Linked DNA regions of Mus musculus: regions 1, 2, 3 and 4 are each linked to region 5. Evidence: chromatin contacts called from public Hi-C and HiChIP or PLAC-seq data. All regions are on one chromosome and are shown on one strand. The core of a region is the stretch at or near the end of the contact, and the rest is flanking DNA. Distances in the headings are between cores, read along the strand shown.

The links. Hi-C and Micro-C count contacts between places; a contact is called where the count stands out from the background. HiChIP or PLAC-seq counts read pairs in DNA pulled down with a chosen protein or histone mark.
Region 1: a Foxp3 HiChIP or PLAC-seq map of regulatory T cells shows a contact between it and region 5, with 7 times the contacts expected there. The contact joins two enhancer-like sites. A contact is called at or near these places in 1 of 484 Hi-C or Micro-C datasets (CD4 T cells) and 3 of 115 datasets of contacts at active chromatin or transcription factors (memory CD8 T cells, regulatory T cells and thymic regulatory T cells).
Region 2: a contact with region 5 is called in a Hi-C map of CD4 T cells, with 2.4 times the contacts expected there. The contact joins two enhancer-like sites. A contact is called at or near these places in 1 of 484 Hi-C or Micro-C datasets (CD4 T cells), 1 of 115 datasets of contacts at active chromatin or transcription factors (bone marrow-derived dendritic cells) and 1 of 9 other capture datasets (adipose tissue).
Region 3: a contact with region 5 is called in a FOXA1 HiChIP or PLAC-seq map of pancreatic cancer cells. The contact joins the promoter of Sgsm3 here to the enhancer-like site in region 5. A contact is called at or near these places in 3 of 39 promoter capture datasets (the C10 cell line, HPC-7-derived erythroid cells and macrophages), 2 of 484 Hi-C or Micro-C datasets (CD4 T cells and bone marrow-derived macrophages), 3 of 115 datasets of contacts at active chromatin or transcription factors (T-cell acute lymphoblastic leukemia, large pre-B cells and pancreatic cancer cells) and 2 of 9 other capture datasets (adipose tissue and macrophages).
Region 4: a contact with region 5 is called in a FOXA1 HiChIP or PLAC-seq map of pancreatic cancer cells. The contact joins two enhancer-like sites. A contact is called at or near these places in 2 of 15 datasets of contacts at CTCF or cohesin (large pre-B cells and stem cell-derived epiblast-like cells), 5 of 484 Hi-C or Micro-C datasets (bone marrow-derived macrophages, embryonic fibroblasts, embryonic stem cells and 1 more), 5 of 115 datasets of contacts at active chromatin or transcription factors (T-cell acute lymphoblastic leukemia, bone marrow-derived dendritic cells, embryonic stem cells and 2 more) and 2 of 9 other capture datasets (embryonic stem cells and pancreatic islet).

Annotation. Positions count from the first base shown.
Region 1 is chr15:80,806,088-80,808,787 of GRCm38.p6, forward strand. The region is part of intron 4 of Tnrc6b (trinucleotide repeat containing 6b); the gene reads left to right. Among named protein-coding and RNA genes, the nearest start is that of Tnrc6b, 96 kb to the left of the region's middle. Within about 2 kb of position 1,289, at least 30 of the 459 cell types and tissues checked have an H3K27ac peak or open chromatin away from gene starts, as enhancers often do. A contact at or near this core is called in regulatory T cells, where this site is marked.
Region 2 is chr15:80,895,676-80,898,375 of GRCm38.p6, forward strand. All of the region lies in intron 14 of Tnrc6b (trinucleotide repeat containing 6b), which reads left to right. Among named protein-coding and RNA genes, the nearest start is that of Mir5113, 43 kb to the right of the region's middle. Within about 2 kb of position 1,301, at least 73 of the 459 cell types and tissues checked have an H3K27ac peak or open chromatin away from gene starts, as enhancers often do.
Region 3 is chr15:80,976,388-80,979,087 of GRCm38.p6, forward strand. It overlaps Sgsm3 (small G protein signaling modulator 3), which reads left to right and starts at 1,378. Exons shown (of 22, transcript NM_134091.2): 1 at 1,378-1,478.
Region 4 is chr15:80,999,356-81,002,055 of GRCm38.p6, forward strand. The region is part of intron 1 of Sgsm3 (small G protein signaling modulator 3); the gene reads left to right. Among named protein-coding and RNA genes, the nearest start is that of Sgsm3, 23 kb to the left of the region's middle. Within about 2 kb of position 1,351, at least 57 of the 459 cell types and tissues checked have an H3K27ac peak or open chromatin away from gene starts, as enhancers often do. A contact at or near this core is called in T-cell acute lymphoblastic leukemia, bone marrow-derived macrophages, pancreatic cancer cells and 1 more, where this site is marked.
Region 5 is chr15:81,299,940-81,302,655 of GRCm38.p6, forward strand. No RefSeq gene overlaps it. Among named protein-coding and RNA genes, the nearest start is that of Gm52179, 41 kb to the left of the region's middle. Within about 2 kb of position 1,367, at least 181 of the 459 cell types and tissues checked have an H3K27ac peak or open chromatin away from gene starts, as enhancers often do. A contact at or near this core is called in T-cell acute lymphoblastic leukemia, bone marrow-derived macrophages, pancreatic cancer cells and 2 more, where this site is marked.

The sequences.
Region 1 (2,700 bases), core at 39-2,538, 490 kb before region 5:
TGTGAGGAAGCTGGCCGGTTCAGGATGTCGCTCAATTACTAAGGAAGATCACCCAACCCAAATGGAAGTCAGCTTGTACAAAGGCCCTGCCTGCAGCAAGAGCAGACAGTGATGTATTTGGGGAGCTTCATTGTATCATATGTGGTCATTATTGTTGGGGTGTAATTGTGCTTAAGGAAAGAGATGATCTGGGAAATAGAGAATGAAAGTTTAAACCTTGGCAGGAAGCCGTGGAGTCTGTCAGCCATCAGAGAAGTCTTTTTCCTCAGAGCACTTGGAAAAGGTTTATGCAGCAATGTCACTTGTTTAGATTGGATTTGGGGTATGGTTGAGAGGGTAGAATATGTGACCATTCTGACCACTTGATACAATAGTGTTCTCAGGTGGTGTTAGCCAGAATTGTCCGCAAAGTTAGGAGTAGATGATTCCCAGGGACATTTGGGAAGCCGTCACAGCCTCTGGGCTGGGGAATAGTGAGTACCCTCACTGAGTCAGGCCATTTAGATGAGAGGCAGATGTGGGGCTCACGCCATGAGTTTAGTTTGGAGTTATTGAATATTGTGACTTTCAAATAAAGATCTGCAGAAGTTAGAGACCTAGTCTGGGATAGATTTAAAAATTCATTGTAGTTTCAAGTTTTCAAAATTCTCCTTAAATTAGTTTTCCTGGTAAGGTGTCCAAAGATGGCTTACCCATTGTATGTAGTATAAGGGGCAGCGGTGGTAGGAAACATTGTTTTATAAAGAAGATAAAAGCCAGCCAGGAAGTGGTGGCACATACCTTTAACCCAAGGCAGGGGCAGGTGGATCTTAGAGTTTGAGGACAGCTTGGTCTGCAGAGTGAGTTCTAGGATAGCCAGGGCTACACAGTAAAACCCTTTCCTTTCTTAATGGGGGAGGGGGAAATGATTAAAAACTATATAGTTCTATTACCAGGGTTTATTTTGTTTTGTTTTTCAAGGCACGATTTCTCTATGTATCCCCATTCCTGGTGGCCAAGGGCATTTGGAGAAGAGAAACATTGGTTTGAGCTGGATTGATTGATCAGGAAATGCTCTGTGAAGACTTGGCATATAGGCAGGGCCTAAAGATTGGGCAGAATTGGGCTCAGGGAACTCTGAAGGCTGGGCATTCTAGCTTGAGGGAAAGGAGCAGGACTGTCCAAGAAAAGTTAGTGAGGTGAGGAGGAACCGGGTGCCTTCTGTGAGTGGTTCACATCCATGTTAGGCCACGAATGGAGGTCTGTAAGCTTGGAGACAGTGTAAACAGAGTTGCCGAGTGTTAAGGGGTTCAGAGTCCAGCAGGCCAATTAGAGTAGAACCAGGCAGTGGTAGCGCACTCCTTTAATCCCAGAACTCAGGAGGCAGAGCCAAGTACATCTCTGTGAATTTGAGGTCAGCTTGGTCGGCACAGAGAAATCCTGTCTTAGAAAAACTTTTTTAAAAAATGAGTTTGGTGCAAGGACTGTGGTGAAAAGACCTTGCTCTGAGTGAGGCTGACTTTGGACTACAAAAGAGCAGATGCTAGGTTTTCTAGGTGCATAGCATGGAGTCCTCTGCATATGACTTCTACTCATACATACAGAGTTCTTCAGGTAGAACTGTTGGGCAGAAAACTGGCTCTGTGGAGCTGCAGCCTGGAATGAGGTCAGAATGGAGATAGTAGGACAGCTTCCTGTTGAAGTGATAGTGGATGCCTAGGGGTGGATGAGGTCACCGGGACTCTACACAATAGAAGAAAATGAGAATGGGGACAGGAAGAGAAAGAAGACCCGGGAAGAATTAAAAGAAAGGTAGAGTTAGTCACAGACACCAAGGATGAGGGAAGGACTTTTCAGTTCATTGCAGGCGTGACCAGCAGTTTCAGGTGCTGGGCAGGAAAGAAGGTATCTGGTAATGGCGCTATTCCCGAGCTGGTGTTGAGAGGAGCTCCAGCAGGCACACCAGGGGAATCATTAGATGATGCCAGCACAGTTCAGGGGAAATAGAAAACAAACCTTGTAAGGATGAAGTTATTTTGAACGGTGTTTTATTTAACTGGGTATGTGTAAAATATTATCAGTAATTGTGTAATTGATCTACAGCTAGAGAAGTATTTTACTTTCATATTGAGTCTGAAATCTGGTGTATACTTAACAGTTAGAACACTGTAGTTTGACATAACATTTTCATTGGAAATCTTTGGTTTGTATTTATATTCTGTAAAACTGACTACTTTCTCATGAAGAAGTAAGTTTGTGTGCACAAGTCTTTTCCAAGCATATGAAGTTTGTCCAGTAATGCAGAGAACTCTCAGTGTTTGTGCTAAGTTAAGTTTGAGTGGCACTAGCCACATGTTGCTATCACAGTGGATGCCGAAGTAGCTACTGCAGGGTTATGCAAAGTAAAGCAGGTTGTTTGTGGTGCTGTACACTTTAAAAATATCCAAAATGGCTTCCCCAGCACAGAACCTTTCACAGGGTAAGCACTACTCTGAACACTGTTTGGCTTAGCCTGTCGGGAAACTTAAAATGAGAGTCTAATCTTTTACATTTTTTGTGAAAAGGCAAACTTTGTATCAACACACACAAATTTCAAATTTAAAAACACTGTTTTAGTTAAGGTCAACAGAATGGTATACTGGTAGAGGTATCTAAACACAGCAGTTTGTGTCATATGTCTAAACGCCCCCCCATGTGGAAGGCCTTGGAACAGACTTGGGG
Region 2 (2,700 bases), core at 51-2,550, 400 kb before region 5:
ACATCCCATCCTCCCTCTGAAACACCTAGGTCACTTGGCTCTTGATCGAGCACCTTACAGTGGTTCTCTGCCTTTCTCCCACCTCTCAGCACTGATCATCAGACTGTCCTGGTGCTCAGTTCTCATCCCTTTCACAGCATACAGCCACCACTAGGTGACCTCATCTGCCTCAGTGCCCTTAATATTGAGAGTTACAAAATTGTGCCTGCTGTCAACATGTTCTTTTCAGTGTCATATACTGCTAGATATGTTCAGATTTAAAAACAAAACAAGGGCTGGCAAGATGGCTCAGTGGTTAAGAGTGCTGACTGCTCTTCCGAAGGTCCGGAGTTCAAATCCCAGCAACCACATGGTGGCTCACAACCATCCATAATGAAATCTGATGCCCTCTTCTGGAGTGTCTGAAGACAGCTACAGTGTACACACATATAATAATAATAATAATAAAATTCCAGTTAGACATGCTCCTATTCTGTAGTTGTTCACACCAAAGACCCACAAGCTAAAGTATGATCCTCCTGCATCACAGCCACATTCAGTTCAGGAAATTTTCCCTTCAGAACTGGAGTTATCTTTGGGAAACCTTGATAAGCTCCTTGAGAATCTCAAGGGCACACATCTGCATGTGCAAACACACACACACACACACACACACACACGTTTTTTTAAAAAAAAAAATCTTGATCCAGGCTCTGACTGTTATCACTACTGATGTAGTTCCTAAATCCCTAGAAGGCTACCATCATAGTGTAGGGCCTTCTTGTGTCTGCCCCATTCTTCTTCATTCAGGTGTTGATGTCTGTAGACTGAGTCACACTTGTCCTCTTCATAGCCACATTGTCCACTCTGGTAGCTATTAGCAGAGGAACACTTGAAATTTAGCTATTATTTCATCATCATTAAATTTAAGTAGATGCACCTAGCTTGTGTCTGCTTAGGCATGACAGAAAGATCTGTGAAGCTCTGCTGTAAAACATACAGTACACCATGATGTCCCTTGGCTGCAGATCCTCTCCTGGCTTGCTCACCCACCTACAGTGCAGTGTTTACTGCCATTTTTAGGGTTCTTGGTGATCTCACCCAGCTTATACCTTATGTCTCTCCAACCAAGTGACCCCAAAACCCCAGTCGTATTTAGACCGCTGTTGTCTGGGGCTGCCAAGCGGCATGACCTTTACTTCCTCGGCTCTGTGCTTCAGAGCGCCTTAGCCAGCTAAGCTCTGAAGCTTACAGTGCTTCCCCACTACTCTTGCCATCTTACCCTCCGGAAGTTTCCTTGTCTTTCCTTCCTCCTCCGCCCCTTGAGTCAAGTTTCACAGCCACAGGGGTGACCACAGCTGTGTTGCGCACATCCCGTTGACGTTGTGCATGTGCAGGCATGCTGTTCATCTCTGTACCCACCACTGTTAACACTGTGTTTTCCTCTGTTGCCAAGTAGTCTTCTCACCCTCTCCTTTGGTTCTTGGGATGGAACCCGGGGTGTGCTCGGTACATAAAGTGAGCTGTGCCCCAGCCCATATTGATCATTCTTCTGGTTTCTCATTCTTTGTTTGTAGGGTTTTGTTTTATTATGAAACAGGGTCTTACTATAACCCAGGCTAGCCTTAAAATCATCTAGATCCTCTTTCTTTTCTGTCTCTCCAGTGCTGGGATTAAAGGAATATACCACCACACCTGGCAATGTTAATTATTATCAGAAACTTGTTTCATTAAATACATTTACCTTGATTTACTTAACACTCTCTTCCCCTTTTATTGGATATTAAATTGTTTCTAATTTTTTGCTAAATTTGCAGAGAAAGTCTTATACAAAAACCTTCATCAATATTAGGTTTTGTTTCTGTGGCATGCATCCTGGCTTAAACTGAGCCTTCCGCCTTGGCCTCCTTATTGGGGACCCACGTGTGGTCCTACCTTATTTCTAAACCTAGTTGTCCAGAGTGAAGTGTTAGAGAATTTTTTTCTAAAGCATAAACACTGAAACTTAACATTTAACATTTATTACAAGGCTAGGAATGTCATTCAATGATAGAAAAGTCATGTTTGAGACCCTAGGTTCTTTTTCCAACACAGCCAGGAAAAAAAAAGGAAGGAAGAGTTGTTAAAGCCTTTGTTTCTACTGTTGCTTTCCCTCCACTCACTGGAGGATTCAGAAAGTAAGATTCTGGTGGCTTTTGTCATCCCTTTAAATTTCTGCCATTTTCCACCTGCATTGCTTTGTTAAAAGCCATATTGATTGCTTCAAGATACTCACTTTCTCCAGCCCAGCTGGAGACTGAGGGCTTTTAAGCCTGCATAATTAACTCTCCATAATAGGAATATGCAAACCTGCACTTTAATTACTTTGCATCCTAGGTTTGAGCAGCCATTTGCCAGGAGCATAGGGGCGTTACTCCTTTTGTAATTCTTGTAAGGAGCCGCTGTATCTGCAGCCTGAAGAAGCAAGGGTAAATAGAAAGACCTCCTGGGTATTGACTTAGAGTCTAAAACTGTCAGCTTAAGGGGCATGTGCACTGGTGCAGTGTAAATATAAGAATGCCTGCCAGGTGGCGCACGCCTTTAATCCCAGCACTTGGGAGGCAGAGGCAGGCAGATTTCTGAGTTCGAAGCCAGCCTGGTCTACAGAGTCAGTTCCAGAACAGCCAGGGCTACACAGAGAAACCCTGTCTCGAAAAACCAAAAAAAAAAAAAAAAAAAAAG
Region 3 (2,700 bases), core at 128-2,627, 320 kb before region 5:
ACACATGCATCTTTCAATTTTTAATGTGTGTGCTGGGGATGAGTCACACAAATTAAAAGGGTGCTGTGACTGAAAAGACAAACAGACTACTTAGGTAATCAACACAGATTCCATGTTACCACTTCCTAGCTCCTGTTATTTCCATCCGGGTCCTTCTCTAAACACTTCCGTCAGAAAGTCAGCCGTGCCTGTTTGCTAGCAGTCACCACCGTGGGGCTTTTTTGACTGTTGGCGTTCCCTCATAGAAGGAGGGACTGAAGAGGGCAACTGTCTGCCCCTTCCCACCCCAGACTTGAGATTACAGCTGCTCCTCACAGCCATTGGAGGCAGTTCTACCCTAATTGCACATGACCTCAAAAATCTCTGGATGCGCCGGGTCATATATGCTTCAGGGGCTCCATGTCCTCCTGAGCTGTGGGGAAGCCATATTCCATTTCGGGTGAAGACGGCAGTATGGCTGCATGTTACCCATGCTCCTGTATGCAATCTATCATCTATGCTCTGTAAGTAAGCCTAACAGATTCATTGGCTCTCCAGGTTGAACTTTGCTGAGATCGTACTTCGATTCGTCATTGGCACCTTATAAGGATCTGGTAAATATTTAAGTCTCTCAGGGAAGGAATTTTTGAAACAAATGAGAATAACATTCATTCTGCATTCAGCCCATTCCTGTGCTTGGGTGATGTGAAAAACCTGCTAATGTGCTTTGTAAGCTGTTTATTGTACGGCCAGGTCATGACTGAGTCCACCTTGCGGTTTGTAGAGTTTGCTTCATTGACCTGGGCACAAGTACGAACCAACACTTCAAACCGGTGTTGGTCGCAGTCAGTGTCTTTTCAGATTTGGCTGAGATGTCCCTTTAATGCTGTTGATAGCCTTTCTGAAATGAGGGAGGGGGGGGGGGCGGGTTCAGATTAGATTCCTTGCCAGCAGTGACAGTGTCAGCTGCCATCTTTCTGGATTGTTCTTTGGTGCTGTGTTTAAACGTTTTCCATACACATTGAGTTCTCACGGAAACCGTAAGTTCCGGGTTTTTATGGATGCGCAAAATGTTACGAGTGACTCAAAAGCAGGTGCTCAGGTTCCACACACCGCTTCCTTCTTAGTCATGACCTCAATCAATTACTGCTTTCCCCAGGGCCTGTGACTGATGGAAAACTAGATTAATCTGGTCTAGAAGCCAGCTCTGTGAGCCTGAAAGAGAAGACCAGTTTCTGGACTTGTGCACTGACTCCATCCTGACTGCTCCCAAACAACCACGAGTTGCTTGCATCACAGACCGGGTGCCTGGGGTACCTACCTCTAAAGGACGCCTGGAACCTGGGATGGGCCAGTCTTCCCGCGAAACTACAGCCCCCAGCATGCCCCACGGCCACCGGCTCTGCGGCCCGCGCGTGCGCAGAAGGGCAGCAGTGCGCGCCGACTAGGAGGCAGCTGCTAGCCTGACCTGCCGAGGTGCTGAGGTGGCCGCGAGACAGGTGAGCGGTGCGCGAGTCTCCGAGTCTCCGGGCCGGCGAGGGGGACGCTCACCTGCCTCTTGAGTGGAGGCCGCGGGGTACGGGCTGAGGGGAAGGCGGCGGGGAAGGCGCCGCCTCAGGCGGGGGCGGCGAGCCGCCGCGGCGTGGCTGCTCCCACGGCGACCCGGGACGCGCGTGACAGTGACAGACCCACCCCCTCCGGCGGCTCCCGGCGACCCGGAGGAACTGCGCCTGACGCAGCGGCGGGCGTCTCGGCAGGTGGCAACTCTCCCTCAGAGCCGACTTAGCTGTTCCCCTGGAAGACTCGGGTTCAGTGCCTAGGCCGAGTGTTAGCAGCGGGGAAACTGAGGCGGACGTGTAGGCAGGGGTCGCCTCGTGTGCTTCCGGTTAGAGGTCCTGAAATTACCCTGAGATTTAGGTGTGGGTCCCGACTGCTTTCATAGGGCAGTAATAGGAAATACAGATGCTTTAAAGTTTCCTTGTCAGTGACAGATTGTGCCGTGTCTTCCCGTCTCATGATGCATAGGAAATTTATGATGGGCTATGGTGGGTTTGTTTTTGTTTTTGTTTAGGTTTTTGTTGGTGTTGGTGGTGAGTTTTTAGAGATGACAGGGGAGTGGGTATTATCTGTCTGTCTGTCTGTCTGTCTGTCTATCCGGTTCCTTAAAAGAAATCTTTCTAGGTAAATTCATGTTTGTAGCCCAGGCTGGCCTCAGACTCCGAGCTCTGCCTGCTTCTGCTTTCCAAGTGCCGAACTGAAGGTGTGCGCTCTCAAGCCTCCAAATTCACATCTTCAACCGGACTACTTTTCAGTTTCATCTTTTTTTCTTTGTAGCTTTTCTGACTGTGCTGGTGACTGAGTTTTCAGGCACGCACAGTTCCTGGTTCTTTTCCCCCTTAAGCCCTCTGTTAGCCTCCAGCTTTCTTCTGACTCCAAGCATTAATGATCAGTTTCCCATACTCTGTTCCCCGTGACCTATGTGTGTGCTGCTGCTGCTGCTACTGTTGTTGTTGATTATTCCATATGGAACCCAGGGCCTCCCTCCACTACTGAGCTGTCCCCAAATCCTTAATGTAGCTTCTTCATCATTATCTCATCTTGGTTTTTTGGTTGATTGGTTGATTGGTTTTAAACTTTTAAAATTTAATTTTTTTAAATGTGTGTGTGTTCATGAGTGCATGACCTGCAAAGGTCAGAAGATGGCTTTAGATCCCCAGGAGT
Region 4 (2,700 bases), core at 101-2,600, 300 kb before region 5:
AGAAACCCTGTCTCAAAGCAAAACTTTTGTGTATGAGTGTTTTTGCATGCGTGTATGTATGCCTGGTGCCCGAGGAGGTCAGCTGAAGACATTGGATCTCCTGGAACTGCAGTTGCAGATGGCTGTGAGCCACCATGTAGGTTTTAGAAGCATCTCTAGTGTCTATACTAGTTTCCTCCTTCCTTTTAGCCTTTCTCAGACTTTCCCAGCCCTGAGCCACTCTCACCAGTTTATCTGTTATCTGTAGCTTTCAGAGTCACCTCATCTCTTTACAGAAAAAAAAAGTGGTCTTTAGGCTCTTAGGTGCCACCAAAAATCAATGTTTTTGCCTATATTGGTTCAGCCTTTATGCTTCCTGGAAGATGTCTGGAGAAAGCCACTTGTGTGGCAGTAACTCTGCTGCCTTGTCAGGGATATATGTCCCTTCAGTCCATGTCAGGAGACCACAGGAAGTGAACGGTACCTCTGCACCTGCATACAGTGGCAACATTTGTGGGAAAATGTGGGATTGGTAAACTAGGAAGGGACACACAGCATCAGAACTGGCTCTCTTAAGCTTGTACATTTAATTGTTACAATTTCTTCTGAGCAACTCAGAAGTGGCTGCATCAATTAAGGTTTTCTAAGGTTTCTTTTAAAAAGACTACAAGAGGGCAGCCATAGACCAGGTATTTGTGGAGACTAACTGTTTAGGCTAGGTCTGTCAGTTCTGGGTGCTTTCAGGGAAATTTCCATAGCAACCAGAAGCTGAAAAACCTGCCTGCCCAGCTCAGCAGTGTCACATCTGGGAGACTTAAGGTCAACCCTAAGTATATGTGTCCTTAAGTGCAACATGAATGAAATAGCAATCGAGGCTCTCAGCCTGTAAAAATGTGTACACCATCTGATCGATTCTCAGTGCTTGCACCCACAACATCTCCTACCCTGGGCATGGCCTTTCAGTCTCCATTGATTTCTGGGCACCTGGAGATATTGTTCAGTCCTACCAGATTTTGCTTGATGGCTGTTCAGAATCTGTGGATTTCTTTGCTGTCTGAGAACAGAGGTCAAAAGCCTGTCTTCAGGGTGAGCAGGGTGAGGTGCCCTTGGCATCTGCTGTTGCTTCCTCCCACTCTTCCCCCCACTGCATCCTAGGCTCTGAGCTCACTGGCCCCTCCCTGCATCTGGATCCTCCCTCAGTGAAGTCAGGCCTTGATCTCTAGCCTGGCTTTGGCCCTTGCTCAGACCTCAGCTCTCAAAGGCTCTTTTGATACAGAATTAGTCCCATCTTACTTTGTCTCTTATCTAATTTTCTACTACACTGCAACAGCCTGACCTTATCCACGGTTGTGCTGCCTGGCTCTGTGCTCAGTCATTGTTTGCTGAGTGACAGTGAGTAGGAGGCTGGTGAGAGGGGAACTGCTGTTGAGAACTCTCTTCCAGCCCCTTCTGCCCTCCAGCAGATGTCGGTTCCTCCTCTTTAAACAACCTCTTTTCCTCCATGTTTTTGCTCCATATTTTATCTCCTCCTTTCCCTCTTCCTTTTTCTTTTTCTGACAGGGTCTTATTATGTAGCCATGGCTGGCCTGGAACTCATAAAGATCCACCTGCCTCTGTTGGGATTAAAGGCATGTACTACCCTGCCTAGTTGATTTCTCCTTTTTTTTTTTTGTTTTGTTTTTTTTTTTTTTTTTTTTTTTTTTTTTTTTATTTATTTATTATATGTAAGTACACTGTAGCTGTCTTCAGACGCACCAGAAGAGGGCATCAGATCTCATTACGGGTGGTTGTGAGCCACCATGTGGTTGCTGGGATTTGAACTTCGGACCTTCGGAAGAGCAGTCGGGTGCTCTTACCTACTGAGCCATCTCACCAGCCCCTTTTTGTTTTTTTTTGTTTTTTTTTGAGACAGGATTTCTCTGTGTAGCCCTGGCTGGAACTCACTCTGTAGACCAGGCTGGCCTCAAACTCAGAAATCCACCTGCCCCTGCCTTCTGAGTGCTGGGATTAAAGGCATGTGCCACCACTCCCAGCTGATTTCTCCATATTCTTGCTAACATTTTTTTAAAGAAAAAAATCAAAATTATGTATATGTGTCTTTGTATGTCTGTGTACATGTAAATGCCTTTGGGTCCAGAAGAAGTGATTGGATCGCCTGGAGCTGCAGTTACTGGCAGTTGTGAACTGCCTGATAGGAGTGCATTTAATTCAGGTCCTCTGAAAGAGGCTCGTAGCTGCTGAGCCATCGCTCCAGCCCCTCCTTTTTAAAAAATGTTTTCTGAGACAAGGTCTCATGTGGCCTAGGATTTGTCTTCATCCTCGTGCTGGGATTACAGGTGTACACTGCCACATTTAGTCACATGCAGTGTTGGGGACGCAGACTGAAGAGTTTGATGTGTGCGAGCGAGGAGAGCACTCTGGTGTTTGTTTGTGTGAGCCCTCATGGCTGTGGAGTAGCATGCCTTCACAGTTTAGATCTCCTTTGTGGTTGATGATAACCCAGTCACTTTCACCCGCTATTGGCCATTTCCCTCTCTTATTTGAGAAATGTATGTTCAAACATCTTTTAAATTTATTTTGTGTGTATGTCTGTCTCTGCATCACATATGTGCAGTGCCCTCAGAGGCTGGAAGAGGGCATTAGCTCCAGAGCTAGAGGTACAACCTGCCGAGAGCTGCGGGGTTGGTGCTGGAAACTGAACCCAAGCTCTGGAAGAACAGC
Region 5 (2,716 bases), core at 117-2,616:
AGTACATCGACCAGGCTGATCTTGTTTACAGTGATCCTCCTGCCTCTGCTCCCCAAGCCCTAGGAGTACCAGCATGCACCACCATTGACATCAGCCAGTTTCCCTTGACTTAGCATCGGCTTGCTACGTCTACCTTCATCTCCTCCTTTCGTCTTGTCTTCCCCAACATGTGAGTGCTGCTTTGATTTCTAATGCTGCTTTTGAGATTTGTTGGAACCACACAGCAAGTCAAGGTTGTGCCTGTTTTCCTCCACATAGTAGTGTGTGGCTCCACATAGTGTGGCTCCACATGGTGTGGCTCGTCCTTGCTGCCACACAGACTTGTGGTTTGCTCTCTTTCGTGGCTGCCTAGTGCTCCATTCTACAGATTAATGTGACAACTGCTGGTTATTCAATTATCAGATGATTATCTGGGTATAGGTGAGGTACAAGGGACTAAACAAGCCACCCAAAAAGAAAAAAAAAAAAAAACAACAATTTTACATAGATTATAGAGCTGCCTCCCACCAAACTCATTCATCCTGAACAGAGCTGAGCCTGAGATCTTAGCGGTACATACGCACCCAGATAGGTCTTGCAGAGTCCTTGCACTTTAGCCCAGGAGAATTCTTTCCTGTTTTGCTTTGTAGAAATATCTAAAGTTTTCTCTGGCAGCCTGATTCTCAGCAAATCACTGGAAGCCAAAGATGCTCTCAGATGCAGACACACGGACGGCAAGAAATATGTTAATAATTAACACCTAGGAAAATCATAACCCGTGTTTGCAAAAAAGGCAGATGCAGAAATGCAAGTCCAGACCATACTGCCCTGGGCAAGCCTGATCCCTTCCCAGTCTGGAGTGAGTCTCTTAAGGGACAAAGCAGCCAATTGTGGGTGACTGAGACAACTGTGGGTGGCTGCCTGTGGCAGCCAGCAGAGTCATGTGAGGACTATGTGCTAAAGCAACAACTTGCCAGGCTGTGGTGGTGCACACCTCTAATCCCAGCACTTGGGAGGTAAAAGCAAGCAGATCTCTGAGTTCAAGGCCAGCCTGGTTTACAGAGTGAGTTCCAAAACAGCTAGGGATACATAGAGAAACTTGACTTGAAAGGAAAAAAAAAAAAAAAAAGCAACAACTGAATTATATACACCTTATTATATTTACTGTGGCCAGGGATCATCCACATTTTGAGAATGATTTAATAAAATGGTTAAAAACAAAACAAAGTGGCAAGTTAGGACATCTTAGAGCAAGGCAGGGGGCTGGGAGATCTGTGGCTAGTCTTCCAATCAATGTGTGTTCCTGAGCATGGTGACAGGTCACCCATGGTGACTCAGAGCAGGCAAGCGCACAGTCCTGCAAAGGAACAACACGGAGGCTCTGGGAAACCCACAGCTAGCGTCACACTCGACAGTGCACGCTTTTGCCCGTAGTCAAGAACAAGACCAAACTGTGTGGTTTCATCACCTGTTTCCTGTTGTGCGTTGCCCTGGTGCTGTTTGTACTTTGATGCTAATTCTGCTTCCTCAAGAGGGACTGGCTCAAGGAGTGGATCACGCCCTCTGGTGATTTCAGGCAAACCTTCTGCCCATTTTATAAAGCAAATCAAGGCGAGAGCCTGTGATTGGGCAGTGGATGGGAAAGGTGGGGCTGGAGGTTTTAGAGAGGGAGAGAGAGAAAGGAGGAAGGGAAGATGAGGAGAGAGAGAAGAGAGAGGAGAGAGAGGAGGATAGAGGAAGAGAGGTGGAAGGAAGATGGAGCAGAACCACGTGGCCTACAGGAACGGAAAGTAGCAAAGGATTTCCCACCTGGGGCGTGAAGTAGTGTAGTGTTCAACTGTTGAAACGCCACCTATTCTCCACAAGGCTTTGCTTGACGCAGTTGCTTTTCTGCCTGCTTCAGCTTCTACATGGAGGGTGCCAGCAGTACATCATTCAAGTTAGACATTTTTATTAGCAGCCATAAAGGCCACAAAGAGGTGGACACTATGGGTGAGAGACAGGCTTTCACGTGTCAGTTTCAATTTCTGTTGCCATTGGGAGGTCCTGAGCCTACCTTCTGCTCAGGAAAGATTGTCAATCATAGATGGCAACTCAAAAAGTTTAGGCACACGCTTGGGGAAAGGAATAAAGAAGAGAATAGCATTTGAAGGAGGCACCACCTACTCTGTCCTTTGCTTCTGCTAGATACAAAGGATGCGAGCTCTCCTGTTCCAAGTTTAATCTACCGATCCTCTTTAGGCTGTTCATTAAATGTGAAAGTCCTTCTTTTCATGGAAGCAGATTTCACCGGGCACCTCTGGAGGCCACGAGCTATAATGAAGCCAGCACCCAACGTTAACTACAATGCCCTCTGGTGGCTTGAAGTATTTTCCTTAGTTACAACAGTAAAATTAAACAAAACAAAAGCTCAGAAAACAACCATAACCACCATAAAAGTCCCAGCACTCGGGCAGTTTTCCCTCTTAAAAGGAAGCTCTTCTATAAAGTCGGAAATCATAATTGTAAAACTCCTTAGTATGTATAACCTTCGTGACCACACATCTTTCTACACAGGCTCATTACCAAACACATGGATCAGAGATGAGTAGGTGAGAAAGAGGGGTTGAGACAGCTCAGTTAGAACGTTTGCCTGGCACACCCGAAGCCCTCTGTTCCCCAGCACCATGTAAACAAGGCGTAGGCGTGGTCATGGTCGACCCAACAGTAACTCCAGTACTTCAGAGGGTGAGGGAGG